Linked DNA regions of Mus musculus: regions 1, 2 and 3 are each linked to region 4. A link is a contact called in public HiCAR-type, HiChIP or PLAC-seq and promoter capture Hi-C data. All regions are on one chromosome and are shown on one strand. The core of a region is the stretch at or near the end of the contact, and the rest is flanking DNA. Distances in the headings are between cores, read along the strand shown. Region 1 holds the start of Tbx22 (T-box 22). Region 2 holds the start of Pou3f4 (POU domain, class 3, transcription factor 4). Region 3 holds the start of P2ry10b (purinergic receptor P2Y, G-protein coupled 10B). Region 4 holds the start of Sh3bgrl (SH3-binding domain glutamic acid-rich protein like).

The links. Promoter capture Hi-C pulls out the DNA fragments that hold promoters and counts their contacts. HiCAR-type assays count read pairs that join an accessible place to other places. HiChIP or PLAC-seq counts read pairs in DNA pulled down with a chosen protein or histone mark.
Region 1: a contact with region 4 is called in an H3K27ac HiChIP or PLAC-seq map of large pre-B cells, with 7 times the contacts expected there. The contact joins the promoter of Tbx22 here to the promoter of Sh3bgrl in region 4. A contact is called at or near these places in 3 of 39 promoter capture datasets (cranial neural crest, frontonasal cranial neural crest and maxillary cranial neural crest) and 1 of 115 datasets of contacts at active chromatin or transcription factors (large pre-B cells).
Region 2: a contact with region 4 is called in a HiCAR-type map of astrocytes, with 7 times the contacts expected there. The contact joins the promoter of Pou3f4 here to the promoter of Sh3bgrl in region 4. A contact is called at or near these places in 1 of 39 promoter capture datasets (cranial neural crest) and 2 of 115 datasets of contacts at active chromatin or transcription factors (astrocytes and embryonic midbrain).
Region 3: a promoter capture Hi-C map of pre-B cells shows a contact between it and region 4, with 2.8 times the contacts expected there. The contact joins the promoter of P2ry10b here to the promoter of Sh3bgrl in region 4. A contact is called at or near these places in 2 of 39 promoter capture datasets (frontonasal cranial neural crest and pre-B cells).

The regions. Positions count from the first base shown.
Region 1 is chrX:107,672,367-107,678,877 of GRCm38.p6, forward strand. It overlaps Tbx22 (T-box 22), which reads left to right and starts at 4,146. Exons shown (of 9, transcript NM_145224.3): 1 at 4,146-4,187; 2 at 4,495-4,671; 3 at 5,240-5,411; 4 at 6,186-6,287. The coding sequence starts at 4,497.
Region 2 is chrX:110,809,827-110,816,754 of GRCm38.p6, forward strand. It overlaps Pou3f4 (POU domain, class 3, transcription factor 4), which reads left to right and starts at 4,553. Exons shown (of 1, transcript NM_008901.2): 1 at 4,553-6,928. The coding sequence starts at 4,639. The coding sequence ends at 5,724.
Region 3 is chrX:107,144,472-107,150,571 of GRCm38.p6, forward strand. P2ry10b (purinergic receptor P2Y, G-protein coupled 10B) reads left to right here and starts at 4,456. Exons shown (of 2, transcript NM_001122596.1): 1 at 4,456-4,676.
Region 4 is chrX:109,092,391-109,098,681 of GRCm38.p6, forward strand. It overlaps Sh3bgrl (SH3-binding domain glutamic acid-rich protein like), which reads left to right and starts at 3,017. Exons shown (of 4, transcript NM_019989.2): 1 at 3,017-3,247. The coding sequence starts at 3,203.

The DNA of each region.
Region 1 (6,511 bases), core at 2,896-5,395, 1.4 Mb before region 4:
TTCAGAATTTGATGGTAATAAAATATAATTAAATTTCATAGAATAATGTTTCCTTCAGCTAATGTTTCCATTCCTCCCCTAGAGAAGAACACAACTAGTTAAGATAAGAATTTATTTCCCTTCTCTTTGTTCTCCAACTCTCCCTAGGAACAATGTTAACAATGTTTGCGATGCATAACTCAATTGTTGTATTAATAAGTTCACAGAACTTAAGAGATCATACCAAATTAATGCAAACCAGAAATTGAAGGATCCACTGTAAGACTTTATTTAATATTTGTTACAGCAGTTTCTTCAAGTCTCTGGAGTAAGAACACAGTTATATGTTAATGGCTTATCATTTACAAATCCACTTAATTATGTGAGAATATGTACTTGCCTTGCATTGAGAGAATACCAAAAGCATTATTACAAAAGCAAAGTCAATAAAATCAAAGTATGTGTTCTACGGAGCATATTTACCGTGGATTTTTGAAATCCAAATACAATATTTTTGTTTCATTTATTGATTTTAATTATTTAAAAGTTCTCAATTTAAGGATGATTAATCTCAACACATTTGACCTTTTGAATCTAATAAAAGATTTAACTAAAAGTTAGGCATTGGCCTGAATCTTTTATCCTTCTAGGATGTGGACTCAATGGATGTACAGATGCATAGCTGATACAAAAATTAACATGTTCTTGAAATTACCTTTTCTTACCTCTATAATGTTGAAAACAGCCATGAACCCTGTTCCAGACATTGTGCTAAGTGGTTTGTACAAATTATCGTGCTTGATCTTCTCATATATCTCTTCTCTTACAGAAATATGCTCTCTGATGAAAGTGTTATAGGCAAAAGCTTACAAGCCTAGGGGAAATTTTAGTTTAATGCCACCCAAAAGACTTTTATAAGCCAATCAGAAGGTAGTAGTCAGACTCTGAACTAGATCCATGTGAACCCATGCTTTTTCCCTTTTTATTCAGCTTTTCCCCTTTTTATTGCCATAATCCTGGGAGATTGTGTAGAAACCCAGATTACTCATCTAAGATTCTAGCATGTATTAGATGTTGACAATCCTCAGAGATTCAATAGCTACTTTTGTTATAAAAGAAAGAGGAAAGGAAGGCTTAGATATCAAGTTAGTCTTCCAGAAACCTTATCAATGTGAATGTAATTTTTCAGGATTTCTTCTGTCCGTAACTGATGCAAATTAATTTGAAACTTGCATAAGCAAACAGGGATGATTTCCTGTTTCGTGAAATGTGGCAGGCTCAGGAAATGTTAAATTCAGGTATGCAAATGGTATGAGGTGGCAGACCATATCTGACAATTCTTGGCTGTGCATTCTGTGGGGTTCGTTATTTTTTTAGATCTCTACAAAAAAGTCATGAAGAGGAAGGCCTTGCACTTGATTCTCATTCAGTAAGTTTGTATATACATAAATCTTCTTAATCTTGGGTAGTGAATAAAAGATTGGGGAGATCAAGGAAGACAATCAATTGAAGGAAACAATCTCCATTAGGAAGTTGCTTGTGCTTCTGACAAAATAGTAACAATAGGTGTTCAGTCAGGCTCCAAATTCTAATTTTATTTGTTTGAGAATAAAGAGACAGACATACACATGACAGATACATTTGAAGTAATTAACCCTTAATGAAAGAGTTGCAACATTTCCACGTATAGGTTTGATATCGACATTTTAGTAAGTACTGCAGAGCCTAGGATATTTTCTCTTCTAGGTAGACTGAGCCCCTTTGGAATATGTTTTTTTTCCATATACTTACAGTTCACTAGAAACATTTTTTAATACTTTGTTTCATAAACTTTAATAATGTATCTGTTTATAGTTATTAATAATATATTACATTTGGTAGAGGTACAAATTACTTTCCTATAATTTTAGATAACAATATCATATTCATGAAGAATCATAATGACTTCTATGCCTATTAATGCATATTTAAGTCTCAATCTTCTTTCTACATTTTTCACTTCCATGCCATGACAGAGAAACTATTTTGAAGAATTTGAATAGGAAAGGGTTAGGTTACACAAATAGGAACTTTCTGGATGACTAAATTGCTTGCATATAATAAATATTAAGGAAGACATTTCTTGTAATACAGGAATTTATATTCCAAGATATGCTATTTCCTTGGTTAAAGAAAATCATATCAGAGTAGACAGCGTGAAATACTAGAGCCAACATTGTAACAAACATCCTTTACCTAACTCATAGAAATCTCTCCAAAAATCTCTACTAACCAAAGCTTCCCCTGTCTTTCCCTTGACCTGCCTTTGAGAAATAAAAATAATCAGGTTCAAAAGCAGGAAAATTATCAGACAAAGAGAGAATAATTCAAACGTTATATGGTTGTTAGCAAACTTAAATTAACCAATAAACTCTTGACTTATCTGTTTCTGAACTGTGCCTTTTAGATAAGAATGTGTGTGTGTGTGTGTGTGTGTGTACTAAGAATTAATAACAATTAGTAACAAATATTTTGCAGATAAAGAAGGAAATATCCTTGAGTTGGGGCAAGATTATATCCAGCCCTGTATATGTTTTCCACCCAAACGCTTCCTACACTGGATTTCTCCTTGTCAGTTTTATTCTGCATCCCTGGGATAAATGTAGTATCTTCCCATCTCTATATTGGATCATACCCTTCAACAACATTCAAGCTGCAAGGGAGTCTTTGCTGTGGCATCCAAAATTATTAGAGTACTTTAATCAATTCTCAGTTGTCTGAGGATGCCCCACCCCCAAGGCTGAATAACCCACAACCACTCTAACAATCATCTTATGGAAAATCTGACTTTGCAGTTACATAGTTGAACTTGAAAAAATAAAAATGCTCTGAAGGTCTTTCATTCTTAGCCCTGGTATTGACATATTCTAAGTTCATTCAAATTCCATTCTATTGTAACTGGAGTTGAACTGACTTTCAATATCCTTTGACTAAATATATCTAAGGAGAACAGAGGAACCTTTTCTAAAATGTGCAAATAGTCTAAGAGTGCTTGATGTCCTACTTTTGATGAAATGTGAGTGTCCAAATGACAACCACATAGGCAAACATGTCTCACATTTGCAGACAACAGTATTCAAAAAAAAAAAAAAAGCCAGGCCTTTAATCCCAACACTCCCACTCAGGAGGCAGAGGCAGGCGGAACTCGGGGCCAACCTGGTCTACAAAGTGAGTTCCAGGATAGCCAGGGCTATACAGAGAAACCCTGTCTCAAAACAAAACAAAACAAAACAAAACAAAAAAACAAAAACAAAAAACAAACAAACAAACAAAAACCCAAAACCAGTATTCCTTGGAAATGAAAATGGTAGTCTCTTCTGAGCACAAAGAATGTTGCTGATTTTAAGGACAAGCAAAAGCCAACCCATGAAGGTACCAGAAGATACAAAACCCAATTACCTAATAGTTCAGCACTTACATTTTTTCAACTCATAGTTGGGAGCAAAGGCTTTGACTTGCTGCTGATATCCCTCTAGACCTTAGGCTGTGTTTTCAGATCGGTTGTGTGAATTTGAAGAGGGTATAAAGGTCCTGCAGAAGTAAATATATACAAGTATATATACAAATTTATACAAGTCATGGGTTGGCATTAGTATTTTACTTTACTGTGGGATTCTCTAGATACTGCTTGGGCTTTTCCCCTTAAGGAAAAGAGGTTATATGGGCACAGCAACCTACATTACCAGTTTAAGGCTATTAACTACATAGCCCTGAAAGCTTTCGCTCTCTTCTTGGTTTCCAGTGAGGTTACTGGAGAGGGGAAAAGACCCTAGATCCATTTTTGAGTCTGGTTAAGTAATATTTGCTCTTTCTTGGAAAAGTGGCCCCTTGCGTGCAATTATTTCACATGTCTTAGAGTTTTAAATCTTAATGTAAAACAGTTACCTTGTGTCTTCCCTCCTGCCTATCTGGAGCCCAGTTCCAAGCACCCCCAGCCCCTCCTTCCTATCAGACTCTGAAGTGTCACTCACAGTCCTTTCTTACTTTCAACAGCTTCCAAAACAGTGGAGGTTGTGACCGACTGGGCATTCACTCAGTTGGATACAACAGTATCTCCCAATCACTTTGTCCTGAGCCTCCTTTGGTGGCAGATCTGCTCCCTAAAAGGCGAGCATTTGCCAGTTGTTGGCTTCTGACAGGTCCCAGTATCAAGGATTTGAGGACTGATGGTACACACATGCCCACTGAGAGGGAGAACGAAAAAAGAAAGGGAGACTACACCTCATAGGATTTCAACTCAAGTTTAATCTTTCTTCTCTTTTATTTTGTCTGTTTAAATAAAAATATATTCATATATAACAGACGGGGAGATATTTCTGTTGTGGAGTGCCGATCCAAAAGTTCGTTTTCAGATTTAAGACTTTTTCTGTGAGCTTTTTCTCCGGAGCCTCTCATCTGCGCCCTCCCTCTCCCCCTCCCTCCCCAGCCCAGCTCAGGTTGAAACTTTGCAGCACGCATTCACTTCTTCCCCTCCAGGGATGGCTCTGAGCTCTCGCGCGCACGCCTTCTCCGTGGAGGCCTTAATGGGGAGACCCAGCAAAAGAAAAGCTCAAGACCCAAGAGAGGAGATGCAGCCTGAGCTGCAGGAGGAGCAGTTCGTGGAGGAAGGGGAGGAGATACTGAGGAGCCCTTCTAGGGACAGTCAACAGCCCGGTAAGTACACTCAAGCAGCCCCGGTACCCCGAGCGCTTCTCTCCTGTGCGCACTGGCTGGATCTTCTTTGCCTGTTCTTTGCACAGCGGCTAGGATGTCCTGGCATGGCCGGCTCCACAAGTGGGGTTGTGGATTGTGGAACACCTTAGCCACCTGACTTTGGAACAAATTTCAGAGAGTCTGAATTTCACTAGAAGTGTTATGGTTTGTTTGCAATGAAAAAGAGGGTGCCACTTGGTTTTAGAGGAGTGATTCACACACTTCTTACAAAATCCTAAGAGCCAAATTTGGCTGTTCTTAGTAAGAAGCAGAGTTTCCCCCAAAAGCCCAAGAAAATCTACCTTCAGGTTCAGTTTATGGCAGGTTGGGGTAGAGAGAATTTTAAGTGCCCCACTTTTCATGGGTTGCAAGTTGCCCCCTCCTTCATTAAAAATCACAAAGGATTTTGTGGGGAACTTATACATCAGACTTCCTGGGAAGTGGGGTGGGGAGACTTTCAGTTCAAAGATAGTCTCCTGAGTAAAGGATGTGTGCAACTTCCCAAACTCTCAAATCCCCTGTCTAGCAGAAAAGCGACTCAAGGCAGAATCTTCAAAAACTGTTTTCTCCTGCTCTGACGAGAGCAACAGCCAGGAAAGTCTGCAAGAAGAAAGTGTTATCCAAGTGGAGCTTCAGGGATCTGACCTATGGAAGAGATTCCACGACATTGGCACTGAGATGATCATTACCAAGGCGGGCAGGTTCGTTCAGCTGGGCCAGTGACTTCCCTGAATCACACACAGTAGGCACTTCAGGAGGAAAATCCAGTTTTGTTAATGTGAAGCTCCTCCCCCTTCACATTCCTTGGCAGATGTTAGAAAGCCACAGACTACTCCATCTATTGCTCTGAGAAGTACCTAGCTGCATCAAATGGTCTACTCCTGTTTTCCGATACATCTTTACTCCAAGGACTCACTCTTCCATTTCCTGCCTGTGTACTGTATGCAAAAATCCAGACCTGTGTCCCTCCAACTTCTTATTGTTGTGGCCAGCCTCTCAGTGCAAGCCTAGAAAATAATACTCAATCCACCGTCCTCCAGCATCCCATTCCTGGCTCACTCCACTAGGAAGTTAGCCTTTCCACAAGCTAATCCTTTGGTGTGGGGTGATTCCTAACTATCCTTCCTAATTTCAAACATTTACAAATCTACCTCACTTGCCCTTCTTCTAAATACAGAAAAGAAACGAAACCTCTCCTGTCCTACTTGCTTTCTTATAATTTTAATACCGCATGGGAGGTCATGGATGAAGACCTTTCATAAAGATATTCTATACCACTCAGAAATCTCAGACTTGTTAAATCAACCATCTTTTTCTTACATAACAAATGCCATTCCGTGAGCACATCATGAAAAGGGAAGAGTTCTGACTTTATTTGTCCACAACTCATCTTCCTTCACAACAACTCTAATATAGCACACCTCAGGTTCTAGTTTCTAGCCAAACCCCTGGGTTTTTTTTTTTTTTTCCTACAGACGTATGTTTCCTTCTGTTCGGATCAAGGTGAAAGGGATGGACCCTGTGAAGCAGTACTATGTGATTTTGGACGTGGTACCGGTGGATTCCAAACGCTATAGGTAACTTGGTAGATATGAGGATAGTCCAGTTTACATAGTTAAGGTCTAAATGGGCTGAGGGCACGGGTCTTGCAGCTTGACACCTGACAGCAGGATTTTTTTTTTTTAATTATACATAGTGAGGAGAGAGGATTGCTCATCCTTGGACTTTAATAGTTGAATTTTCTCATTTGAATCTGGGTTCAAGGTGATGGAAGGGCTGGTCTTTTCTATCCCCTCCTCCT
Region 2 (6,928 bases), core at 3,303-5,802, 1.7 Mb after region 4:
TAATATTGTGAGCTTCTTATTTTACCTTGCTATATTTTTTAAAGAAAGAATATAAAGACAAAAAGAAAGATGGAAAGGGAAGAAAGAAGAAAAATACAAGACAGATAAAAAGGAAAGAAAGAAAAGAATGGGACACATAAGATGAGCGACAGTGAGGAGTATGCTGTTCTGAAGGGTAGCTGTGCCTCCAATCCAAAATGTCTTATGAGCTCAATGTACAGATACTGGGAGAAAATGCCTCTTTCTCTGCTGCTTTCAGAAGCTGTTCAATTGTGTTCCCTTCTTTATGTTCTCCTGGCTTTCAAAAAGAAAAGATACACTTGTCCCTAGCAAACCCGATCTAACTTGTCCTGCTTCCAAAGTGAACTTGTGGTGAAGGTGAAGTTTTCAGTCTAGAGGTCATGCCCACGTGCCACGTCCTACTGTCTGCAGCTTCATGCTATATTACACACAATGAAATCTGGCCTTTTAGACGCCTTTCCCAACCCCCCACCCCCACCCTCTGCCAGCTTCAGCTCCCAACAGCCTTTCTCCTCCCTTCACCAATTTGTACACATAATGAGAACCTTAATAATCTACACTCAAATATTAAATCTGCAGGAGTCATGATCACTATGGCTGGGGTGCTTTCAGAATCAGTCTGGATGCAGGCTGCTCAGCTGCAGCCATGCTAGCATGCTTCTACAGGAGCCTGAATTACATTAATCTGCTTAATTTCTTTTGTGAATCCTTCCTTGCTTGGAAACAGAGGGCTTGAGCTTCTGCCGTGACATTCAGAAACTTACATCATTCAATTTTGTGAGGAGGGAAAACTATCAGAAACTCCCAAGCTAAAAATAAACAAAAGTATAAGTAAATCAAGCCAGTCTGACTTTCTTTTCCAAAAGAATTATATTGCCCTCATTGAGAAGAATGAAGGGGTATGAAAAATGTGGGGTGGGAAAGTGGAGTGTGAAACAACTCAACAGGGAATGAAGATGTTGCCCAGTGCTTTCATGATCCAGGAATTGAAACTTCTGCACTCTTGCTGGAGAAAGCTAGTGGATTCACTACTATTACAGTTCCTCTACTTCAAAGCCCAGTTCTTATCTAGAGTGACTTTTAGCTTCTTCCCCCAGCCCTGTAGGTTTGATAGCTATTGTCATATTATTCAAACCATTAGCTCTAGAGGGAATGGGGAAATCAGACTGAGGACCTAGAGTGAACTTCACGATGAGGAGCATATCAAGATATGCCTTTAGCCCAGATGCCAGGGAGAGCAAGCTTGGTAGGGGTGACTTGGAGTTTAAGGCAAATTACAGTCTATGAAAAATAAGTTACCAGCTCTTTGCAACAGTAGCTTCGATTGGACTTATTTTTCTCCCATGTCCAGACAGGGTCGTCTATTGAATGAGGCTCTTTTATTTTGCATGGGGCAGGGGATTTGTGACCATGGTCCCCCCTTTTATTCCTCTCTCTATGGAAACCCAGATCATGGGGAGAAATATGCAAGGCTGAATAAAGAGAAGCCACAGAAAGGAGCTCTTGAGAGCAGCATCTGTTACACTTGGGAAGTTAGACTGACAGGAGAGGGCGAAGGAAACCTCTCTAGTAGATTAGTTAGAACAGCAAGATTTGACTACATGTAGATATTTTCTTCAGAAAGCAAAATACCTCACATTCAAGCGAAGATTTTGTTACAGTTGTCACAGGGAGTGATTTCACTTAATGCAATAGGCATGATCTATATTCATAAAAAAATTTTAAATGAGAGAAGTAGGAAGAGGGGAGAGGAGAGGAAAGGAGAGAAGATGCAAGAGGATAAGCAGGGGAAAAGAAGAGAAAAAGGAAAGATGATTACTGTTCCTAATATACATCTATGTTAAATTAAAAAGTAAAACATAGGGCTGTGAGAAATCTGTTTCTGGGTATAGATGTCCCCTCTTTGCTACCCTCCCCCTACCTCCAGACTTGGAACTAATGGTCTGAGCTACTTTTGCTTTACTAGCAAAACCCAGTTATCAAAGCAAGGCCATGACTAAGAGGAAGGTGGAATCCAAAAAATTCCTGCAAGTCCAAACTAGAAAAGGACCCCCTTTTAACCAAAATTATTTATCAGATAATTATCTTTAACTTCTTAACAGCCAGTCTGAGATAAGCAATTCTTTCACCCAAAAGCAGCTGCTGGGTGGGGGTGGGGAACATACCAAGAACATGGCAATAATAATGATCAGAGTTTTGCACATACATTTCTTCAACACATTTCCTCTGACCTTTCAGCTGACCCAACAAATACTAACAAACGGATCACCAAACAGGCAGCATAATCGAGCACCGAAAACTTCTTTTTGTTTGATTTTAATGAGTTCTTATTTCTTCAGAAGCATAAGCTCAGGCACAAATTGGATTGCATTCTTGTAAAAAGATTATGCATACATTCAGCAGTAAGAAACAGCCTACCTCATTCCTCCACAGAAAAGAGAAGAGAGGTAGAAACAGACACACAGAGATGGAGAGAGAGTGTCTGCGCACCAGAGTGTTAGAGGGAGGGAGGGAAGGACAAGAGGGTGGAAGGGAGGGAGGGAGAGAGGGAGGAAGGAAGGGAGGGAGGGAGAGAGGGAGAGGCAGAGGGAATGAATCGATTTCTAGGTTAAAAGCAGATAAGCCCTTACAATAGGGCATCAGCAAATGAACCTACAATTTCAATGAGGGAGCAAGGAGGATGGCGAAAGATCCTCTCTGCCAGTAATTACTAAGTGTTTATCTTTAAGAGCAAAAGAAAGATTTCAAACAGATGCAAGGTTTTCTCCCCTAAGAAACGCCATTTACATTTACCAATCTCCGCTCCTATTACTTTATGCTGTCATAAAAATAATCACCAATTTCATAGGAAATAGATGCTCCTTAGCTATATAAAGGAATGGCAGAATAAGCTCACCTTGTTCTTATTTTTTTTTTCTCATTTTCTTGCATTTTCTTCAGATCTGTCTTCTTAGAGAAACTAATGCCTTAATGACTTTCTGGTAGCTGCAAGCCTTCTTTTATTTCAGCTAAATATATGAAAATGTATGCAAATTTAAATCAAGCTTAACCTAGGAGCTCTTGCAATATATTTAATGGAATTTCAAACCAATAAGGGAACTCTGATGCCGTCTTCTGTAAGAGCAAATATAATTACACAGCTAGGTTGCCTCCAAAATTACAAAACAAAAGGGCATTTTTAAAACTTCAAATTTGGTGTGGGGTAGTGTGTTTTGCTTTTTCCCAGCTGCTAGTGTAATTCTAAAATCTTTGCATTTCTCCTAACTCTGCTTCCAAGCAACAACACCTTTACATGGGGCTGTGAAGGTAGTGGAGTTAGTCTACTCTGACTCATAAAAGCCTTTCTTTTAACCAAAATTTGAAAAACAGTTGGGTCCCCAAGGCTGAAAGCTAACTCAAGCTTTGTGGCAGTTGTGGAGGGATGGAGGAGTTGAAAAAGATGTCTAGCCACCAAGATCTCTCTCACCGGATTTCTTCCAGTTTTCCCCCACCCCCTTCATCTCCCTGCTCTTCTCTTCCCTCTCTCCTCATTTCTCCTCTCTGATTCTCTAAATTTTCAGAAATTCGTAGAGGAAGCATGATTCTCAATATTTCCTTCTCACTGCCAAGGAAGCAGGATACAAATGTTTCAAAGAGTTGTCAAGGGGCAGCATTAGGCAGGCATGGTGTTATGAATGCCTTCCCTTCTGCCTACTGGGAGTGGGGGAGTGGGTTTTCAGTGTGTCGGGGTGAGCGTGAAAGATGACTGCGGGCTTCAGCAAGCAGCTCCCCTGGCATAGTGGAGAGACCTCTGATGGAAACTGGCAGGGGAGCCAAGATAAAGCCAGGTTTCCAATTAACCAGCAAACTTCAAACTGACTGAGTCTTCCAAAGATCACTTTAAGATTTACATTCCAAAACCTTCATACACTGAATCTAAATTTTAAGAAAAAAAAGGGGGGGGTATCGTTTAAGCTTTTTAATTTCTTATAAATGAAATATAAGTGAGCAACATATACTGGGATAACGTTTATTGGATCATGGAAATTTTATTTGGGGTTCTGACCTAAGACATCGCTCTTTGCTCAAAGTTTGCAGATGCCTTTTATTTTCCCTGTCCACACATTAACCCAAACGCTAACTAAACCGGAATTCTTTCATGCATTAAGATCAAAATGATATTTTAATTTGTTTTATTTATTTGTTTTAATTTAAATAAGTTAAAAGGCGACCTGAAACTGAAGTTAGCCTCCTCGCTGCCCCTCCATACAAATATCTACCTTCTATTTATTCTCTGCCACTAACAGCCTTGTAGTCTCCGGGAGGGGGGAAAGGGTTAACTAAAAGAGCCGCTGCCACTCTGAGCTAGGCAGCCAATGGAGCCTAAAGATTGATTCACTTCCTGCTTGGGTCTCACTGAAACTCCCGAGCTTTGCCAGCCTAATTTGGAAAGCGAGCTCGGCCTCCCGCACCACCATTGGCTGTGTTTATGCCTGGCCAGGCCAAGTCGCACTGCGATTGGCCTCCGCGGGTGCCGGTAACCCGCGCTAGCGGCTTTGGTTCCCCCGCACCATAGATGTCAAAGGCTGAAGCTGCTCCCTTTGCCACATTATAACTAGTAGAGGATCCTCATCGACCATGGCCACAGCTGCCTCGAATCCCTACAGCATTCTCAGTTCCAGCTCCCTTGTCCATGCGGACTCCGCGGGCATGCAGCAGGGAAGTCCTTTCCGCAATCCTCAGAAACTTCTCCAAAGTGACTACTTGCAGGGAGTTCCCAGCAATGGGCATCCCCTCGGGCATCACTGGGTGACCAGTCTTAGCGACGGGGGCCCGTGGTCCTCCACATTGGCCACCAGCCCCCTGGACCAGCAAGACGTGAAGCCGGGACGCGAAGATCTGCAACTGGGCGCAATCATCCATCACCGCTCGCCGCACGTAGCCCACCACTCGCCGCACACTAACCATCCGAACGCCTGGGGAGCGAGCCCTGCTCCAAACTCGTCCATCACGTCCAGCGGCCAACCCCTCAATGTGTACTCGCAGCCAGGCTTCACCGTGAGCGGTATGCTGGAGCACGGGGGACTCACTCCACCACCAGCTGCTGCCTCCACACAGAGCCTGCATCCAGTGCTCCGGGAGCCTCCAGACCATGGTGAGCTGGGCTCGCACCACTGCCAGGACCACTCTGATGAAGAGACTCCAACCTCTGATGAGTTGGAACAGTTCGCCAAACAATTCAAACAAAGAAGAATCAAGTTGGGCTTCACGCAAGCCGACGTGGGGCTGGCACTGGGCACACTGTATGGCAACGTGTTCTCGCAGACTACCATCTGCAGGTTCGAGGCCTTACAACTGAGCTTCAAGAACATGTGCAAGCTGAAACCGCTATTAAATAAGTGGCTGGAGGAGGCTGATTCATCCACAGGAAGCCCGACCAGCATTGACAAGATCGCTGCTCAAGGCCGCAAACGCAAGAAGCGAACCTCCATCGAGGTGAGTGTCAAGGGCGTACTGGAAACACATTTCCTCAAGTGTCCCAAGCCTGCAGCGCAGGAGATCTCCTCGCTGGCAGACAGTCTCCAGTTGGAGAAAGAAGTGGTGCGTGTCTGGTTCTGTAATAGAAGACAAAAAGAAAAAAGAATGACTCCGCCAGGGGATCAGCAGCCACACGAGGTTTATTCGCACACGGTGAAAACAGACGCGTCCTGCCACGATCTCTGACTGGAGGAAGCAAGGAGGTGGCCCGCTGCACTGGGAGCAGTGCTGATACAATTCTCTCTTTACCTTCCTTTCAGCATTACATCCTTTATTGTTGCTATCTCTCTAGCTTGCTAGCTCTTCTTTTCTTTCACAGGGGTTTCTAACTTCTTATGACTTATGTTAAGAAAAGAAACACACACACGCGCGCGCGCTCAGGCAAACACGCACGCACGCGCGCGCGCGCGCGCGCGCACACACACACACACACACACACACACACACACACACATACACACACACATTCAGGCTTCTCAACTCTGAAACACAATTATATTAAGAAGTCCAGGTGGGGACCCTGTATTCCCTGCTGCCAGGACAATTTCCCTCCAACCTTTTTCTGCTGATCAATATATATTGTTTACTCTGAGTAAGATTTGTTTGGTTGCTCCTCTCTAAGAAGGGCAAGGAGCTGGGTAACGGGTGGGGGGCGGGGGAGGGTGGGAAGACAGATGTGTGCCTATGAATAACCTTTCAGCGCCTTGGTTATAGCAGCTGTATTTCAGGTGAAATCTGTTTTACAATAGACTAGTTTTGCATTTTTTTAAAACTTCTATAGCGTTTCTAATTGTCTGCGGTGTTTTACTACAAGCTGTACACAATATTTGTGAGATAATTTGTATCTAATCGACCACTCCACATTATTATTGCTATTATTATTATTTCTTCATTGAGCTGATGGGTTTTTAATTGCTTAAAAAGGGAGGGAGGCTGAAAGGAGGAGAGAGAAAAATGCTCACCTCCTGCACTCCCACACTTGAGGAGAGGATATGGTGGAGAAAGTTGTTGATGCTTCTATTTTCCCCCCCGGAACTGAGTGCCTATATGGGCAGAACAAGCAAACTGAATAGGTTTGCAAAGTAGCCTGAAGGCTATTTCGCTGCTTTTTTGCCCCCTCCCCCGACTTTCACGGAACTGTGGAGCCCTGGAAGGCTTCCACAGCACAGATCCCGGTGCCCCAGAAGGATTCAGCTGTGGCGCGAAGAATGGGATGTGAGCGACCTGAAGGATTCTGAATTCACCAAGGTCGTGAATGCCTGTGCGTGAAGTTTCCCACAGGCCGCCAGCTTAGTCGGGTTGACAACCTGCGCTACCCTATGTACACTCTCCTAGATGAAAGACTTGGCCTTCACAAATGGTGGCTTTCAAAGGAGACCACTACCCAAAG
Region 3 (6,100 bases), core at 3,206-5,705, 1.9 Mb before region 4:
TAATTGAGAAAAAGCCTTACAGTTGGATCTCATGGAGGCATTTCCTCAACTGAAGCTTCTTTCTCTGTGATAACTCCAGCTGTGTCAAGTTGACACAAAACTAGCCAGTACAACCTCTATAATTTGATCATAAGATCCTATTGATAATCAGCCATATGACTCCATATACCTGAGTCATAGTACATGGAGAGATCAAGCTGGCACTGCATCAGAGACTGGAGAACATTTATAGTCCTGGTAGGTGACATTCAGGCTACCAAAGGATGGACATAATCATCAATCATACCAGCTGTGAACTTGGAGAACTATAGTAGTGATTGGCCTGGAAAGACATTCCCACTAGTGCAATAGTGTTATGGATATCATGAAAGTACCCAAACACAGTCTGGCAAGTTTATTGTGGCCACAAAACTGTGGCTAGACAGAATATAGATGCTAGGAGAGAACCTCTTCTACTATTCCTACTATTGTACTAAATGAGCACAGTATAAAATGGACTATTAATTACTTATTTTATATTCATAAACTAGTGTATATGTCAATCTTCATTAGATAAACCTCTCCTTGCAATAAATGACAGTAAACCCAGAGACTCACAACTGGTCAAGGTTCACAGAATAAGAGAGTAAAATGCTCAGCCTTAAAGGAGATATCTCTATCACATTCTCTCCTCCCAGTGCTCAAGGATCATTGGGGAAGAAGAGATAAGAAAACAGTAACAGATGATAGATAACTGCAAGGAAACAGTGTTTTGCAGATAATCAGGGAAGGTGCATATATGAACTCACATTTGACTATAAGCTGTGGACACCATATTCAAGGCTTCCAGAGTTAAGCATACTCTGAGTTGATTTATTCATTTTAAAGATACTGTGAATAGAATTACTTTCCTATTTTCCTCCTTGGATCTCAGATTTTCTGTAGGCAGTGGTATGTATGCATAGATAGATAGATAGATAGATAGATAGATAGATAGATAGATAGATAGATTTGTGACACACAGCTGGAACAAAGATTGGGAGAAAAAACAAATTGTAGTTTGGGGGATAGGGTGGTGAGGATATGGTTAAAGCATGTGTTATACTTATATGACGATACATTTATAAAATTGTTCAGTATATGTAATTAGTATATTCCAATAAAATTTACATTAACTGTTTATCAGTTGAAGGACATTTAAGTAGTTCATATTTGCTAGGTGGCTGCACCAATTTGCAATCCTACCAATGAGTTTGCCCCTTTTCTTGCATCACAAAATTATCCTTAGCTATAAAGAAAAATGAAGACATGAAATTTATCAGTAAATGAATGAAAGAAGGAACAATTATACTGAAGGAGTTAACAAGACTCAAAAACGAAATAATACATGGTATCCCCTATTTATGCATCCTAGCGCCAACTTTTTGGGTTTCCTCAGAAACCAGGTAAGTAAAAAAGGACCATGGTGGAGTGGAGAGAGGATCTCTAGAAAGGATGATAGTAGGTGCTATGGAGAGAGAAATAGTCAAAAATGGAAGAAACCTTAATTGGGGAGAGGGGATGAGAGAGGGAAAAAGAAGGGATAAATAACACTAAGAATATTTGAAGAAGCCATAGTAATGCATTTTTCATGTTTACTTAAAATACATACACAGCCACACAGAAGCAAAACACACACACACACACACACACACACACACACACACACACAATTTAAATGAAGTTATATCACTTGGGGTGATAATTGTCACTCCATAGACTACCTAATAAAAACCTCAGTGCCAGGCATTGGAAAAACCTCCCTCAGATTGTTGGCCAATGAAGTCCAAGAGATAACCCCAAAACAACAGCTATTTCTATTGCTCTTGGTTGCTTCCTAGAACATAAAGGTAAAACCATGTTGCTCAAGACACCTCAAACTTTGGATACAAAGTTTAGAAATTCTTGTGTTAGAACTGACCTGGGAGCCTCTTCTTCACTTACCTTTTCACACAATATTGAAAGGTCCTACTCAAACTGCTTTAGGAGAAAAGCAATCAGTAGCCCTACTGAACAGTAAAGCTTGTGGACCACAAAAACGACCTTGTAATACTTCTTGGGTCTGTGGAATTTGTTTGTTGCTGGGACATGGAAGAATTTGTAATTTTTGACACTTGAATGTCTTAGATATAGTTTTTCCTTTTTAATTTTTTATTGGACATCTTCTTTATTTCCATTTCAAATGTTATCCCCTTTCATGGTCCCCCTCCAGAAAACCCTTAACCCTTTCCCTCCCCCTGCTTCTATCCAACCTCCATTGGTGATCTCTTGCTCCAATGGTTGCCTGAGAGCATCCACCTCTGTATTTGTCAGGCTCTTAGCCAACCATTGTATTTGGCAGAACCTCTCAGGAGACAGCTATATCAGGCTCCTGTCAGCAAGCACTTCTTGGCATCCACAATAATGTCTGGGTTTGGTGACTGTATATGGGATGGAATCCCAGATGGGACAGTCTCTGGATGGTCATTCCTTCAGTCTCTGCTCCACACTTTGTGTCTGTAACTCTTCCCATGGGCATTTTGTTCCCCTTTCTAAGGAGGACTGAAGCACCTAAACTTTGGTCTTCCTTCTTCTTGAGCTTCATGTGGTCTGTGAATTGTATCTTGGGTATTCTGAGCTTTGGGGCTAATATCAACTTATCAGTGAAACCATACCATGTGTGTTCTTTTGTGACTGGGTTACTTCCCTCAGGATGGCATTTTCAAGTTCCATCCATTTGCCTGAAAATTTCATGAACTCATTGTTTTTAATAGTTGAGTAGTACTCCATTGTGTAAATGTACCACATTTTTTTTGTATCCATTCCTCTGTTGAGGGACATGTTGGTCCTTTCTAGTTCTGGAAATTATAAATAAGGCTGCTATGAATGTAGTGGAGCACGTGTCCTTATTACATATTGGAGCATCTTCTGGGTATATGCCTAGGAGTGGTATAGCTGGGTCTTCAGGTAGTACTATGTCCAATTTTCTGAGGAACTGCCAGAGTGATTTCCAGAGTGGTTATACCAGCTTGCAATCCCACCAACAATGGAGGAGTGTTCCTCTTTCTCCACATCCTCGCCAGCATCTGCTGTCATCTGAGTTTTAATCTTAGCTATTCTAACTGGTATGAGGTAGAATCTCTAATGAGTCCCTCCAATTGGAGTTTGAAAGAAAAAAAAAAAAACCTGTTAAGAGATGTAGCCAGCAGTCGCCTGGTTCATCAGGTTTCAAGGGGGGCAGGGAACAAGGACTCTTATCTCTCAAGTACTGGTAATTTGAGTGGTAATTTGGTCAGAAATCTAGCCTCATGCTACCTATCTTCTGAGTCCCTGAGTGCATTTGAATGAAAGGATAATAGTCTAATTTGCTTATTACGGTGAAAAGGTGCAGAGGAAGGCACACATCCATTGCTGATTTTGGATATAATATAACCAGTCACTTCTAACTTATGCCCCTTTGGTTCCCTTGCCTTAGAGCATTGCACATTAAACTATGAGTGAGGACAAAACAAAACCGATCAAAAACTTTCTCCCATAAGTTGCTTTTGTGGGTATTTTATCACAGCAATAGGAAAGAATCTAAGATATCCAGGTACTAATTCTGGCTTTGCTTGCTTTACTTTTTAGGGTAATTACTTCTTTTTTCCTTTTGAGGCTTCATGCCTCATAGCAACATCATCCTCATTTGCTTTTCCTGATATAATATAAGAAAATAGAAACTGCTATATGAAAAGGGAAAGGTACAGAATAAAATACATTTCCAGGGATCCTCATAGTGTCTTAGTTACTGAAACTTTAAAAGAGTAAAACAAAGGTCACTAAGGAGGAACTTTCAGTTCCAAAGCTTTGCTTTTGTTTTACTTCATGTTTTTAAATGAAAGTCTGCAAGTGACTACTACCTAACCATTTTAGTGGGGCTATAAGATTACAAAATCCTAAAAGGTTGTATTTGAGATCCTTACCAATCCATTCTGAGAAACTGTAATGCTTTTCAGGCATTTCACTTCTTCTCCAGATATGCTTAAAGCTACCCTAATAATATCTTTACAATATAATTTTAAGAACTTAATGTGTTACTATTGTTTAAGTATATGAAGACACAATTCTTAACCTCAAAGAAGACCACAAATCACACATTAGGTCATCTCTTTTATGTGACCTTACTAATCACCACCTTTTTGGTGATTTCAAATTCTTCCATTTGGGTGACCAATAAGATTTGTCCTAACTCCCAAAGAAGTTTTTATTATTACCATTGCTTAATTCCTAAAACAGACAATATGGCAAAATGTAGCTAATTTGGAAATATTGACCTCATATAGCCAGCCTGAAAATCATATGTGACTCAGACATATGCCTGCATGCTCATAGAAAGGGGGGGAAAAAAGGAAGAAGAAAGATGATGATAGAATAAGTTGGGCGTGTGCATAGCAGGAAGCTCAGTGCATTCTTGACACATTCTCTTTCGAAGTACCATAGCAAAGGCACATGACCGTTTATGTCTTTAGATGGAAACATTAGCCATTGTAGTCATGGGATGTAATGATATCTAGAAGCACAGTATCTTTTATAAGTTTAGGAAACTGTGGTGTAGTTAGCTAGATAGTAGCCTTCTGAGTCCTGGGAATGGATTTCTCTAAGAAGTAGATGCCGGAAGATTGCAGCAGAAAGAAGCCATGGTAAGGAATTAAATATGATGGGAAAAAATGGGGAATCAATATAAAATTGATACTTACTGCTTTCTGTAAAAACGCAATTAGGATTTTATAAACATAAGAATTGATTTTTCAATGGTAAATAAAATTCTAACAGTTAAACTGGCTTTTTGCATAGCCCACAATTTAAATGTTCAGAATAGACTGAGACAACGACTGTAATACGTGGCAAATTAAAGTCAGATACTCTGTTCCTGATTGAAGAAGTGTACAAATCATGGAAACTCTGAATTTATCAAAGCCAAAATTTGAATTTACTTTGCCCACAATATCCTCTGAGGCAAAGGCTTTCCCAAACAACTGAGTGATGCTGACAGACAGTTCTACCTCCCATTAGAGGTAAACGATTTTGTTTTTTTTTCCTGTTTTGCTGAATAAACTACGTTACTTCCTCTTCTAGCTGTAAAAGCCTGCAGTTCACTACAGGATATCTGGGTAGAAAGGGTAAGGTTCTTGGCTTTCTCTTCATACATTCAAAAATAGAACTAAAAAGCCTCTGTGAATTGAAAACGACAGTGTGATTTTCTGCTGCTTCCACTGAAAACTTAATTCTGAGTCTGCTAATATCTTACCTTTGGGGGGATATATTGTTATGAAGAATGGAGACTTCAGTGAGGTAATATCTATTTATAAGTTTAAGTGGTTAAAATGTTCGCTGAAACTGCTGCATGCTTTCTGAGAGGAAATGTGGCTGTCTAGATAGAAAGCTCCTTTCTCTACAATTTAGCATGCCACTGACAAAAACCAGGGGTTCAGACTTGTAGTAAACATTGCTTCTAACAATTCTGTGTTAAAATTGAGATTGTGGTTCATTAAATGCATTTTTGTTAGTGTGAGCCAACGGGAGAAAATAAACTTACAATTTTAAACCCATGGTTTGTGTCAACCAAATTAAAGCAGCATTCAAGTAGTAAATGCATCTAAGTGCCTTAATCTTTTCATAAGATGAGACTTGACATGTTTTCTCAGATTGGGACATTTTCCATGCATGCATTTTCCGGTGGGATGTGATGGCTTCAAATAGCACAAAAGGATTTTCATCAAGCCCTAGAACTTAGCACAGCTGTCGAGTCTCAATGGGGCTGATTCTCAGCTTACGATGAACATTTCTTTGGATGTATTTTTAATTTGAGAACATGGGAAGCATTTTCAGAAGGCGTTCCAAACATTTTGCTGTCTTTTTTAGAAGGAATTCCTTCTGTGGTTTTAAAAAAACGTGTTCTTTTTAAAGTCTGCTAATTTCACATGTGGAATTTGATCCTTCTATATGTAAAATTATCCACGTGTGTAAAATTACATGATTTTATGTGAGATTGTAAGCCTTAGTAAAATATGTTTAATGTATTTATTAGGAAAATATAAATAAAACCTATTTACATCAACATTTT
Region 4 (6,291 bases), core at 1,767-4,266:
CCCCATAGGAAGAACAACAATATCAACCAACCAGACCTCCCCAGAGCTCCCAGTGACTAAACCACCAACCAAGGAGTACACATGGAGGGACCCATGGCTCCAGCCACATATGTAGCAGAGTATGGTCTTGTTGGGCATCAATGGGAATAGAGGCCTTTGATCCCCAGTGTAGGGGAATGCCAGTGTGGGGAGGCGGGAGTGGGTGGGTAGGTGGGAAAATACCCTCATAGAAGCAGCGGGAGGAGTGATGGGATGGGATTTTCAGGGGGATAACATTTGAAATGTAAATAAAGCAAATATCCAGAAGAAAAAAAAGAAAATATCCAACAAAAATAAAATAAAATTTAACTGTAATCTCTTGGGTCTATTCAGTTTATCAGCATTTCTGTATGAAATATTAAAATGTAAAATTGCATTTATTATTATTATTATTATTATTATCATTATGTGTGAACAATACACATGGGCAGTATGTGTGCATGTGTTTGTGTATGTGTGTCTGTGTATGTTTGCTTGTGTGGTGTTCATGTGTGCCTGGTCACACATGTGCCCATGGTGTATGTATAGAGATCAAAGGACAGTTCTTTGGAGTCAGTTTTCTTTTGTTTTTATTTTTCAAGATTTATTTATTTTTATTTATATGAGTACGCTGTAGATCTCTTCAGACACACACCAGAAGAGTGCATTGGACCCCATTTTAGAAGGTTGTGAGCCACCATGTGGTTGCTGTTTATTGAACTCAGCACCTTTAGAAGTCAGTGCTCTTAACTGCTGACCCATCTGTCCAGCCTAGGAGTCAGTTTTCTTTTCCACCCACCTCAGCTGTTAAGCAAGAAAGTGCCCCACAGACTTTCCTACAAGAGTTTTCTGACTTGATGTATCTCATTCCAGATAAATCTAGCTTGGGTCAAGCTGTCAAAAAACTAGCTAAGAGAATTATTTATATAACTTTTGGTATGCCTATAAATTTGAAACACATAAAACCATTCAAGATCATATTTTTTTAACATAGGAGAATACAAAAGTATATTTTTTGTACATAGCAATTTATAATAAATAACAATTCAAAATACCCTCTCCTTCCATACCATTACTTTTAACTTCTTGTCGCCTGCTCTATCCCTACCTGGAAAAGCTGATCTGTAACACAGGGGAAATTATCTTTAGGTCCTGGGGCTGTGTTCAATTAAGAGACACAATGTCATTAAGTTGACTGTGCTGGCTGGGAATTCCTGAACCCAAGTAATCTTAACTGAGTAGTAAGGGCTATGGCATTCATTGGTGTTCAGGGTCTTCTAAGTTTTCTGCACACAATCTGGGTTTATTTTTAAGTTTTGAGAGACACTGGCCTTTGGTTGTCATGATTTCCTAAGGAAATAGATTATACTGTTTGATCCAACCCAGTTTATTCAAATTCACCGTAACCTTTCCAGGCAAATGCTCTCGGGCAATTTCTCTATAGAAAATTTAAGCAGTAATGACCATTCTATGATACCCATCTCAAGGATAGCTCAAAGTAGGGAAGAACGGCATAAGGATATCCATTACCTTTATGTTAGAAATATTGGTAATAGTCTCTCCTAAAAATGTATCAGAAGTCTTATCATTAAGAATCATCAGGTTTTATGTATAAAACAAGTTATTGACTTATATTCACTAAGACAAGTATATCTATTACAGAACTGTACATGTGTATGTGTGTGTGTGCGTGCATGTGTGTATGTACTTGAAATCCAACTTTGGGTCTTAGTGTGATCTATAAGAGATCTACACATCTAGCCTCATTTTTCTAATAGATAAAGCCCACCAGATTCTTTGCTAATGCTACCATTCAGTTTTCTGGGAATAATTGATTGTGTTCAATAGTTTATAGACTAATTAGAAATATTTTGTTATTCCTGTTTTTTTTTCATTTTAAGAGTCTCTAAGTCTAAACAGTTAATGTAGAACTCCAAACAAGTTGTACAGTGATAACATAAAAGAAACAATATAGATTTTTTCAAAATCATGATTATGATTTATGATTATAAAGATTTTTCTAATCAAGTGAATTGGCAAGTAAAATTAACAGTAGCCATGATGTTGGTAATGAAGATGGTGGCTAGATTTTTCTCATTTACTGTACTTGATAATTTGTAGAAAGTCATTTTGTTTGGTTGATTTTTGATTTTTAAGAGACTTACCCTGTAGCATAGTCTAGCATCTAATTCCTGGCAATCATGTTTTACTATTCCAAGGGCAGAGATTACAGGTATGAGACAGCAACGGCAAAAAAGTACTTCCAAAGTATTTTCAGATGATTGGTTTTTTTCTTTTCTTTTCTTTTTTCTTTTTTTTTTTCTCTCTCTGCAATTCCTCTCCTCATTTTGGACTTGTTGATTTTTTTTTTTCTCTGCAATTTCCTCTCATTCTAGGGTTGTAGTTTTTTTCTTTGCAATTTCCTCCTTCATTCTAGAGTTGTCGCTTAGATCTCCTGCAAATTCTCACTAAAAAAATGTTCCATATTTTAGCAAAACTCTGAACAAAAAGAACCTATTCTGTGCTTTCCGGTTTGGGGAAACTTGAAACTTCTCTCCAGCCCTCCTCCTCTCCTCGTGCAGCTTTTCAGTATTCAACTCCTGCTGCCAACTAAGGTTAAAAAAAAATCACTTACTTCATTATTGGCATCTTAAAATATACAAGGCTTTGATAACGTGGGCTTAAAGACATTTAAAGTAGTGTCTGGATTCAATATAAAGCTAGCTTTAGGCTATCTTATTTGCATACATTTCTGAGCAGGAAGTAACAAGCAAAACTTCTGGTGTTCATGGGAACCGGTCCTTTATTCTAATCGAATATTTCTTTTTTTCTTACCCCTTCTTTTATTTCTCCCTTGCCCCCTTCCCGGAGAGGGAATAGTCAAAAAGAATTGTTTCAACAGATCTCGCGGTGCTGTTCGAGATCCTGTGTTTTAAAAAAACAATTTAGAAATGATGCAAATGAGCCTGAGCCTTCCGGGGTTTGGGGCTGGGATTGCAGAGCTGGAAGCTCATTGAAAGCAGCCGCTGGTGGAGGCGGGGCTCTGGCCAGTTATCCTTCCACCTTCCCCCACCCTCCTCATCCAACCTCTGTTTGGCCCTTAGCTCGGTTCCAGCCGTTGCTGCAGCTGTTTCCCAGCCCTTTTCAAGACTCCAGCGACCGACCAGAAGCCCTTGTTTCCAGGATGGTGATCCGTGTATATATTGCATCTTCTTCTGGCTCTACGGCGGTAAGGAGAGTGGGAGCCCACCTTTGTTGTTTTCCAACACACTAGTCCTCTTCTGCCCCAGAACCGTTAAATTGAAGAAGTTACACTGGAAGCTTCTCCTTAGAAGACGCAAGCATCGCCCAGAGTACCCCCTTCTTTCCTTTCTTCCTTTGTTGCGTCGATTTATTTATTTATTTATTTTCTCCCGTGGAGTTAGCTTTGTTTGCCTTGAGACGTTAGTGTTCGTTTCTAAAGGAAAAAGAAAACTACCAAGTTTAGGAGATAACTGGTAAAGGGACTTCACGGTTAGGTGAAGTCAAGTAAAATAAAAAACAAGTGGCTTTCAGGTTTTTTAGAGTGAGACATTTATGAAATATGCTCTGAGTACCGAGTTCAGGGGAAGTAGTGCATTTCTGTAAAGGATGAGGGTGCTGATGGGAAGGGAAGGGAAGGGAAGACTTCTGAGTACTGGAATTATTGTGAAGCCACTGGAATGGACTTATTTAGAGAGCGTGCAGGTGGGGTATATAATTTTAAAAATAGGCGAAAGTCAGGGGCAATGATACAAATGATTTTTTAAAAAAGTTCTTCTCCTCTTCCACCTCCTTCCCCTCCTCCTCTCCCCTTCTCTTTCTTCCTGGAATATGAAGCCATTTAAAAAAAATAATGTTGTATGAGACCTCCCCCCCCCCACTGGATCTTATTTTGAGTTTTTCCTTTCCTTCGAAAGATTTTCTTTCTAAAACCCACTCTTTCAAGACTGTTGAAAATGGAGGCAAGAACATGTGGCAACTGAGTTGCTGGCTCTTCATAGGATTTGGTTTTCTTCTTTGATTCATTTGCCAATTGTTAACTTAGAATAACAGTTTTTACCATATCTGAGGAACATTGGGTAAACTGAGGTGAAAGCTGGAATGCATACTCCTGTCACATGAAAGAGCTTCTGTTCCAGCAACCCCAGGAGGAAAAATAAAGGCCCTCAAGTGGCAGAAGCAGATGTGTGGGCTCAGGAATTTGAATGTAGAAAACTCCTCTAGCTTTAGAGTGGCAGAGATCCCAGGTTGCTGGGTTGTTGTCATTTACATTTAGTAGGATTTGGAATAGAGCTGAAGGCTATATGAAATCACCAGAACCATGAACCTTGAACTTTGTCTTTGCCAACATGTGTGGGTGTGTTTAGACGGGCTTTCAAAATATAAGGAAGCCTACTCTTAAAGTTATGGAGCAAACGTTTTGTTTGAAAAAATAGAAATGTTTATTATTTCCTTTGGACCCTACTTTAGAAGCATCTTGTCTTCCATACCTAACATTCTGATACCTCAGAGTAAAACATGGGTTACCGAATATCAATCTACTACATTAACTGCATTTTCAAAACCCAGCTTAATGCCTTTGGTTAATCCTTATTAGATTGACCCTCTCAAGCACTTAGGTTTTGTTGTTGTTGTTGTTTTGTGAGGTATGCAGTTTCAACACTGGTATTTGTTCTTTGCTTTCTCTATCTTCTATTTCTCTCCCAGAAGTAAACTCAAGGAGAAACTGCTTTAAGAATTTCACCAAGTAATAGAGTCACACCCCCCCCTCTTTGTTAAGACATAAAATGTCTAAGTGCCCAAGAAAGGATTAAGAGTTTATTAGATGATTCAAATGACAGATACTCATGTTGTTTTGTCTTTTGTTTCTATTGTTTCTTCATGGATAATTAATGCACTAATTACATTTTTATGAAAATGCCAAAATGAAAGATTTCTTATTATACTCTGGCAATTTTTAAAAAATAATCCTAAAATAGTACAAAGAGTATCTTAAAGGAGAACTACTTAATATGAATGGGGCGGTGGCTGTTTCCTTGAGGAAGGAAATTTCAGTTTGCAGTACCGAAATTTTCTTTAAGATAGCAAAAAAGCATTGTCCTTTTAACAAATGATTTAGAAATTTGGGGGCAAGTGTTCTCATGGGATCTTAAAAAAAAAAAACCTGAAAAGATACATACTTGTAAGTTATTAGTTGTCTAATGAGTGCTTTAAGTGTTTGGCTTTGGCTTGATAATATGTATGTATTGAATGATTTGCCTGCATATGTATACTGTGTGAATACAATGCCCATGGAGACCAGAAGAAGGTGTTGGGTCGGTCCCTGGAGCTAGAGTTCCAGATGGTTATGAGCCACCACGCGGATGCTGGGAACTGAATCCAGGTCCTTTGCAAGAGGAATGAGTGCTCTTGACTATTTGAGCCATCTCTGCAGCTCTGAATCGATTTTCCTGACTGTTAAAAAAATCAGCAATATTAGGTGGTCAGTTGTTCTGTGAATCATCTAGAGCAGCAATAATAAGCAATATTATTTTTACAGCCCAAGACTTCTCATATTTCTCAGCCTGATTTAAAAAAAAAAACACTTAAAATGTGTTCTCTTCTCTGCCCTAATACACAGGAGTCATGCTTGTTCCTCAAGGTTAAAAATATAATCAAATAGATTAGACTTTTCAGTGGATTCTATTGTTTGTTTGTTTTCCAGACAGGGTTTCTCTGTGTATCCATGGTTGTTTTAGAACTTACTGTAGACCTGGCTGGCCTTGAACTCAGAGATCCACCTGCCTCTGCCTCCCAAGTGATGGGATTAAAGGTGTGCATTACTACCACCCAGAGGCACTGGATTCTCCATAGTAACTCTAGTAAGAATAGCAGATAGGAATGATTAAGTTGTCTCAGGCAGTCTCACATATTCTTGACAATAATGCCATGATTATGTTTCTTTCAGAAAAGGAGATGCAGATAGAGAGAGGTTAAGTAACTTCCCCAGTGCCGTAATGCTTCGACGCCAGAGTTTTAGTGTAGGGAAACTTGCTTAAGTTTAGACGTGTGTTTAAAATATATTATATGCTGACAGTGATGCAGAGCAGCTAGTAGGCATGAAGATGTAAATGTGAACATGACTTTAGATGTTTAGAGAATGAGAAAGTCCTGTAGGTTGAAACGAATTGCCTAGGCATGTCCATAAGTGGGGACCATGTAGTAAGGATTGAGTTTCCAGTTGTTCACAGAAAGTGAATTCTGTGTGTTCAT